Regions from separate parts of the Thunnus thynnus genome. Here region 2 is linked to region 1. The links are chromatin contacts, called in public Hi-C maps. All regions are on one chromosome and are shown on one strand. The core of a region is the stretch at or near the end of the contact, and the rest is flanking DNA. Distances in the headings are between cores, read along the strand shown. Region 1 holds the start of si:dkey-171c9.3 (A-kinase anchor protein 11). Region 2 holds the start of clcn5b (chloride channel, voltage-sensitive 5b).

Region 1 (4,607 bases), core at 221-2,720:
ACAGCTAGGATAAATAAGATGATGTGCAATACAGTATATAACACAGAATTGCACAATACACCAAGTATTCTCACAGGCTCTGCATGTCAGAGGGTATATTTTTTTTCTTTTTATGTTTTAGTTTTACTGGTTTTCCAACATAATACAGATCTGGCATGTCATGATTTCTCTTTAGGCTGTCATACAAGACTGAAATGACCCTTAAAGTCTATTTAAATTATCGTGTTGAGCAATCAGCGCACAGATAAGAATTTCCTGAACTGGAGCTTAAAGAGCACAATGGGTCTACTTGGTCTCACAACACGGAATTTAACTGCATTAACAGTCTGGATAATAGAGGGTCATAAAATTGCAAATCACATTCATGCATCCAGAGGGCAAGTTCAGGATCCGTGGGATAAACACTGGGGGGAAGATGGCAGCTAATGTCCGTCCAGTTGCCAGAAGAGTTTGGGAGGAGTTGTCCTCTGGATTACAAGAGATGAGATCATTACTGTAATATTAATGCCATACAGAGCTATGTCATTTCTGAATACATCTTCAACACACCATAAACTCTCTCTGGACCCAATATCATTAAACTGCAAAAGTGAACAAACATCCCTTGGTATTTATTTCACTTCAATGTGTTGCACAAAACCAACAGTTTCAATACACAGACACACACACACACACACACACAAAATAAACAAGCCCCTGAGTCCAGTAACAATCACTCCATGTTCACTTTATTTGGACAGGATACTCTAACGCAGCTTCAAGGGTTACGGTTCAGGCAGTGCAATCTGGCGTCTAATGAAGTCTACAGAGAGATATCATCTCACAACGCTGCTTTTATTTCATCTCCCCTCCCAGTTCTCCTCATCCAAGACAAAAAGCCTTCACATGAGAGCAGCTTTGTCCAGATTGCTTGTGTCTCCATTAGAGCTGAGAGCAATAGTTTTTTACAGTTCTTAGGATTTGGTTAAAGCTGCTAAGAAATCTGCACCATTGAGGTTTGGACACTAAACTCAGGGTCATGGAAGTAAAAACCGTACAGTTTGAGGGGATTGTTTAAATTTTCCGGCTATTGCTGTGCACCAAACTGAAGTAAAACCATAAAAGTACTGTAAAAAATACTATCTGGCTGAGGAGCTTTCCCTTCTCTGCATCATTTCGTCCTCCCCAGCCATCCATCTCCTCTCCCTCTTGCTCTCATGCTCTCTTTTATTAGTTTGACCTCATGAACAAGAATAAATAATAAGAAATAGACGGAATAATTTCCCGTTAAACTAGCTTTATGATGTCAGGTGCAGTTGTCATTGGTGCATGTTACTTTTAACAGATCAACCCATGCAGAAATACACTTCCTCTTACTATCTCTGTCTGTCACACACACACACACACACACGCACGCACACACAGGACGCACGCAGGAAGTGAGTAAAACTTTATTTATAAAACCATTTCCGTGTAGAGTCATTCGCACTTGAGACACCACAGAGTAAACTGTTAGTAACTGGTAAGTAAAACTGCAGGCAGCACTGGCTGTCTGACTTTTTCATATTTTCTGGTACATTTATGTAACTTGTGGCTTTGATGTCATCCAGTTGGCCCTCAAGATGCTTTCTGTGTCTTGCCAGGTATCACAGTAAATCAGAAGTTGCCCTTTTGATCTGCCATACTTCATAATCCTTTAAATCTCTTTTTTAGTCAGGGAAACTTTGTATAATTTCTTGTCTTATCTGTTTTTGTAGTGTTAAATCTCTGGTCTTATCCACTTTTTATTGGGCTAACAAACCTTGACTAATTTCTTACAAACAGAAAACCAAAGATATGACTTGTGTAAATACTTTTTGGCAATTTATTAGGAAAAGTGGCTTCTAAAACTCTTTGGATTTGTCACAATACATTAAAAAATACTGACATGGGTGTGTATGAAATCTGGTTTTAATAAAAGGTCAATTGATGCATTGCATTTCCAACAATATTTTGCAACATATTGACTAACTGGCCTTTGTCCGACTTGCTGTAAGAGGCAATGTAGAAACCCTGTCTGGATCTTTAGAGAAGACTGAAAGTGAGGTGATCTGTTTTGGCTTCAACAAATGAGCATTTAGCATCAAACTGACTTTCTGTTTAGACAGGGTCGTGTAGCGCAGACACACCGAGGTAGCAAAGAAGCATCCTCATCCCATAAATGTTCCTCTGCCCATCAGGATGTCCAAGTCGGATTGCCAAGGGAAAACATTCTTTGTTTTAGCTGTAATTTGTTCCACATCTGCGATTCATTCTCTATCTCGTCCTCCTCTTTGAGCCCCGTCCATTTTGAACCCCGGCTGTGGTCCACTGAGTGAATAATGGCAGGATAACGCTGTGACACACTGTGTTTTTTTTTTTTTTGTTGTTTTTTTTCTAACACGCACACAAACATACTGGAGTCATTTGGTAAAGTCAATACCTCTAGCGTTGCAGACAAGGTCATTCGCTTTAGCAGCATAAAGAAGGAGCTGAGAGAGGAAAAAGAGTGCGTGTGAAAGAAATCATCACACGAGGAAGGTGTTACATCCTAGAAAATTTGAATTAAATTCATATCAAATCATCTTGGCAAAAGCTAAACTTGAAACCGTGATCACAAGATGGACGTGAAATGTTGATTCGGAAACCCGTGGCTGCATTAAAAGACATAGTGGTGCCACAGCAGTAGTTCTGGGTGTTAAGTTCATTTTGCGGTTACCTCCTCATTGTCTTTCTGATCCATTTTTCTCACAAAATGTGTGAATAAACATGTCATGAAGGTTTCCGAAAACAATTTCAAGCCAAAGTGGAGAATTATTTTTAAAGCTAGGAGGAAAAAACTAATATAAAAAAAAACCCAAGAGCAAAACAGTCAAACTGTTTGGTCTTTATTCATAAAACTAACCAATACAGTACTAAAAATACCTATCAACACAGCTTTGTGAATCTATGCCCTCGAGAGCAATAACAGCTATGAGTTTCCATGTTATTTCATATCAATAACTGCAGTTGGAGTCCTCGTGAAAACTGACACCCTTATTTGCTGAATCAAGCCTTGTAAAACAAAGAGGCACATGTTTCTTTTCAAAGCCTTTTTTTTTTATACCATCATGCTGATGTAGATGTCTCATTTCATGTATGAATCAGAGGTCAACAGCGTAATACTTTTCTGTGCAACATTTGCTTTGCTCCATTTCTGTTTGACCAACTTAAAGCTGCAATTACTAAACAAAGCTCTATCCCCATGAATTACAGATGCCTGCAAAAACCGAGTTTAGAAAAAGGGACAGGTTGCTGCTGCAGAGGCCAGCTGGTTTTTTTTTTTTTTCGTTTTTTGCGTAATCTAATAGCGAGCTGAACTTCCTGCTTGTCACATCCTGGCTTGCTGACAGCTCATATGGTGACAGGCTGTGGTTGGAGACCTCAATCTTACTTTCCATCTGAGGCTGTGTGAGGGGACTTTCTGTTCTTTCTGTCCGTCTGTTTTCTTCCTCTGTTTTTACATCAGTCCTGATTACACTTTCTCTTCTGTGCCGTGTCTTATACATACAACATTCTTTCAATATGTAGCTTATCTATCGCTTCTATCTATCACCCTAATCTGAAACAGGCAAGGAATGTGGAAATATTTGCAGGGTAGAGACATAGAAGGAAATGCAGCACCATTTAGGGGAAATATTTATGTGCTGCCTGGCTTTAACTGAAGATGCTGGCAAGCAATATTTAAAGAAAAAAAAATTCAAAACGATCTAATTATAAGAACTAGGCAGAGGTTCAAACCATCTTTGGATTCATTTCTATGCTTATTCCATGTATTGGCCTTCCCCATATTCTTGCAAGGAAAAATGACTCCAGGAAAAACAATATCTCTTTCATTTTTTTACCGACATTATTGCTTTTATCCTCACAGGATGCGATGCAGGCAGTAAGTCCAGATCCTATGGTGCCGGAGCTCACCCCAGAAGAAACTGGCATTTCTGCAGGCCTCAAGAGCAGCCCCGTAGACGTTGGGACTATTGAGAAATTTGCCAACAATATGGCTGACAACATAATACAGTCGCTTCTAGGCCAAACGGAAATGGTTGAACCTGAAGTGGACTGGAGGTTTTCCAGTTTAAATCAAGACCCGGAGACGTTAGCTGAAGAGTTAGCCTCAGTGGTGATTGAGGCTGCTCTGAGGGAAGCATGTAGAAGCCAAAACATAGAGGATCATGTAGAAGGTTTCCAGAGTTCAAGACCAACTGGGGTGAAGACGGATGGTGGACAGGCTTCTTCGGATGAATCTGGAAGAGAAAAGGACGTTTCGGACGTGGAACTCCAGGCGTCCAGAGACCCCCAGCCCTGTCATCCACCTCTGTCTCAGTCGGGACTCCCCATCGTTGGATCTCTCGACTACCCCGACGCCCCTCCTACCACTCCGCTTCTACCCGAGCTCGAGAGGAGCAGACACAGTTTCGCCCGTAAGCTGAAAGGAGGCCTTGCAAAGGAGTTCCTGCCGTCCCCTCCTCCGCCAACCCCGAAGGACCAAGAGGACGACTCAGGCGTTGCCAACGACGACCCCCAGGTGGAGTTAATGGAGCATCTGATGCACTCACTGTCTATAAACAATA
Region 2 (4,197 bases), core at 1,586-4,085, 140 kb after region 1:
TCTGTTACTCCCACAGTCACCGTTAACACTATAACTCACTTTAATGCTTGTTTTTATGTGCTGATCATACACAGAGAACCAAAATATAGTAAATCAAGTTGATACAGCGTGTTTCCATGTTTGGGAGACGGAGACAGAGAGAAAACTGAGTAACTGATTGCTCAGACGTAGGACCGTGACTTACTCAGAGCATGTGACACACAGACACACACACACACACACACACACAAACACACAGTGCCCTGCGATTACAGATATATCTTATCAGCAGGCAACTACTTCAGCGCCCTTTTAGGACACACACACACTGGACTGTGGAAATGAGCTCTTGTCACATACTGTCACACACAACAACATTTCTGCCATGTCTGTCAATAAAAGAATCAATGAGTTAACTCTTCCTGTCCCACAGCTTCCAGTTTTCAACTGTTTTTAGTCTGCAAAACATTAAAAAAAACTTAAAAATGACCATCATAGTTTCCTAGAGCCTAAGTTGATGTCATCAAATGTCTTATAGTGTCCGACCACGTGTCCAAAACTCACAGATATTCAGTTTACTATACTACAAGATGAGGAAAAGCAGCAAAATTTCAAATGAAAAGAGTCTGAAACCACTTTTGCTTAAAGAAAAAAAGACTGATTCTTAACAGAGTGTCTGCAGGTTTTACAGGAAGTGGATTTCAGGATGTTTCAGGAAACCTCTAACGCTACTTGGAATTGAATTTAATACCGATCCAGACATTACTGAATGACCGCTGTGGAATTTAAAATAGGCAACATAAGACAGGGGGACAAGTTACTGTTTACACATATCATATCTAATCCTGTTATGCAACAATTTATAAGAGGATATACTGCACTGCTGCAAACAAATCTGTCACTGCTAGACTACTGAGATGAGACCTCTGGGATATGATGAAAACCCCCCCACAGGATGCTCCAGATTAGACCTTTAATTAGCTTAATTCATTTAATTTCATGACTGCTACACATCCAAACTGGGTTACAGGTTAGTTTCACACTGGTGCAAACATTTCTATAAGATCTAAAAGCCTATTATTGTTCTCAACTTGTGAAAGAACAAGAATATTTTTATTTATACAGCTGCAAACACTCCAAAAGCTTCCTTTGACCCTAATATACGCTTCAGCTGTGAACGGACTTTGACTTTTAAACAGTTACCTGAGCTGAGAGGAGGGACGTCGTCCGTGCTGGAGAAGTCGAGTGTGGCTCCTGCAATGTCCACCATCTCGTCATCATCATCGTCGCTGGGGTGATGAAGGGCGTCAAAGCTCCCGGTACGGTATCCGGGGTTTTCCATCCCTTCAGATCCTGCACACAACACACAACAGAGAGGAAACGCTTTATGAGAAGAAGAAAAAAAACCGCGTCTGGGTGGGTTTTAAAAAGCGGGAGATGGAAGATTGTTATCCGCTTTACCATCAAAGCTGCCGGCTGCATATTTTCTGTACAAGCTCGCCCAAAACTTAGACATTTATGACACCCGAAAGAAAGCAAATGACTGCAATGGACAGTCTGCTTTTATCTCCCTCCCCTGACTGTATTTTATACAACTATTTCTGGGACGTGTTTGTGAAATATCCGACTGCTGCTGCTGCTGCTGCTGGCTCATCACAGTCAGTAATGACAGCACATCTCCAGTTACAGAGAAGTTTTTTCGCAACCGTTTCCGCTCTTTTTTTTTTTTTTTTTACACTTCTCTGTTTCCTATAACACTGTGGTTTAGAGCTGCAACCAGCAAAGGAGGGAGAAAAAAAAACAACAACTCAGTGGAAAACATATTGCGGCAGACGAAAAGCAGATTATTAGCCTAGCTCGAGCGTTTAGCTGGTAGCTTTTCTTGTGACGACGACTAAGCTGTCAAACAAACTGACGAATTCTGACCGTTGAGCTAACTTCGTTAACCGTTACCGCGGCGGCGGCGCTTGAAGCGGCGGCGGTTACGTTTAGTTTTGTTGATAAAAAACAGACAGAGAATGTTAACTTAAAGGCCTGATTGTTACCTGTAAGGAATGAGAGCAGCCGTCCGGCTCAGTGAAGAAGTCTTGTGACTCGGATTTGCCCCGCCGTCGTCTCCTCTACTGTAGGCTGCTTATGTCAACAGCAGCCAATGTAAACTTCAAGCTCCGCGGCGACCCGCTTCGAGAAAATCCTGCGTCATTCTCCGTCCTCCAAAAACGGCCTTTTTACAACGCAGGAGGTGTCCTAAAGGAAGCCATGACAGGCAAAGTGTCTCCTTTAGACACCCCAAAATAATGAATTGTTTAAAATTGTCTGCAGTACGGGTTGTTTTGCCACTTAAACTGCAAACGCCTAGCGTCAAGTTAGCTAACGTTAGATACGACTTCCGCCGCATTAAAGGCTGATTTATGGTAGGTCGCTCGACACTTTTGGTAAGTGTCGCTCGACAGAAATGACGTATTTTCGATAGAAATGTCGCGCATCTGGAGAATTTTGTTATGTCGCGGACACCGTCCTATTTTGTCGCGCAGTGTGATTGGATAGTGTTACTAACGTCGCCATGGAGACCACTGTAGTTTTCACTGAACTTCCTTATTGATATTTTGGTCTGTAAGTTTTTAGATAACTTGTAACGTCGAGATGATATAATGTAATTAAACAAGCTAACTGGAGGATATAATTTACCACGGTTACCATGGAGACGACCGAAACTTTTCGCTGAAGCATGAATGAAGCATAATGAAAACGTCGCGCGACTCTTTTCTGTTGAGCGACATCAAAAGTGTCGAGCGACCTGCCATAAATCAGTCTTATTAGACCGTTGGCAAAGCTAATCTGGGACAAAGTCCTGCTCCGATTGAGTAGATAAGGGATCACAAGGGAGATATTTCCTGTTTTGTACCAAACAAAAATCCAAAAACACATCCTTTCGAAGAAATATAACGTTATTTATTTATTCCTGAAGAAAACCCAAGACACAAGTACAGTAGACATGATGTCAAACAAGTTCAACAATCAAAAATTTAAATGCTATCGAATGTTTGCAGTAATAAGCTTAATTCTTAGTGATTTAATTTCAATATTGATCGAAACACTGTGGCATTTCCTATTTATTGCTGCGTTATTATGGTGCATCAATTTTGAAGAAATTTATCCACTTCCGGTGTCACTCCCGCGCTCTTGACAGCAGCATATGTGCGGCAGGAAAAGCAGTCGAGCTAAAAGCTAACTGGGTCAGTGGAGCAGATCGACTAATCGGTCATCAATATTCTTACTATAAACATTTTCTACATTCTGCAGCAATATTTTCCACTTTTTCTCACTTGCACATATTATAGATAAAAGCTGCTCACTACTGCAGTATTATTAGTATAATTAAGTGGGTTTTATTTTCCATCTTATATTACATGAATGTTTTTTAACGTGTTTTTATGTTCATTTTATGTATTTTTTCATGTGAAACACTCAGTACTTGTAATTTATTTGTTTTGAAGCACTTTGAGCTGCATTTCTTGTATGAACGGTGCTTTACAAATAAAGTTATTGTTACAGCTGATGTTGTTTAGCAGCAGAAGCATTTGCATGTCTCAGTGGCGCCACAGGAGCATCTGTTTGGGGAAAAAAACTGATTCAAAAAAGATGCTTCAAACATTTCTTTAATATTTTAGACAGAGTCACACAGTCTGAGTTTGAAATGTCTTTTTAAAGTGCTATATCAGTAGTTTAAGCATACTTGCTGCTATTTTTTTAAAAAATAATATCAACATGTTTATGATTTCATGTATGTATTAGTTAATTTTAGTGCATTTAATACGCTGTTGCACATCTTTATATGTAAGCCTGCACCTTATCTACCTACTGTATGTATTGTAACATTAGTGTTTGTCCTGTTTAATGTAAACTGTTGCATTAAAGGAACACAACTCTGTTCCCCTGAACACTGAGAGCCTCACACAGAGATAATGATAATATCTAATAATTCTGCCATGACTTTGACTCAGCTTTAATATAATAGTTTTAGCTAAATTACTACTACAATGATCTATTATCTTCTCTGTGAGCTGTGAATACATTTTTCTTAAGTAATGACTCAATATTTTATCACTCCAAAACATTCCCTCCAACTTTACAATGTGCAAAAAGTGCAGAACAACAATCAACTAGAATTTAAAGAATTTTTTAAAAATAAATTAATCAACAGGACCGATCAGTACA

Evidence for each region. A called contact is a pair of places that touch in the nucleus more often than the background predicts.
Region 2: a contact with region 1 is called in a Hi-C map of muscle, with 5 times the contacts expected there. The contact joins the promoter of clcn5b here to the promoter of si:dkey-171c9.3 in region 1. A contact is called at or near these places in 2 of 3 Hi-C or Micro-C datasets (both in muscle).

The regions. Positions count from the first base shown.
Region 1 is chr22:19,603,769-19,608,375 of fThuThy2.1, forward strand. si:dkey-171c9.3 (A-kinase anchor protein 11) reads left to right here and starts at 1,471. Exons shown (of 2, transcript XM_067580144.1): 1 at 1,471-1,501; 2 at 3,908-4,607. The coding sequence starts at 3,914.
Region 2 is chr22:19,741,865-19,746,061 of fThuThy2.1, forward strand. clcn5b (chloride channel, voltage-sensitive 5b) reads right to left here and starts at 2,836. Exons shown (of 17, transcript XM_067579188.1): 1 at 2,025-2,836; 2 at 1,183-1,332. The coding sequence starts at 1,321.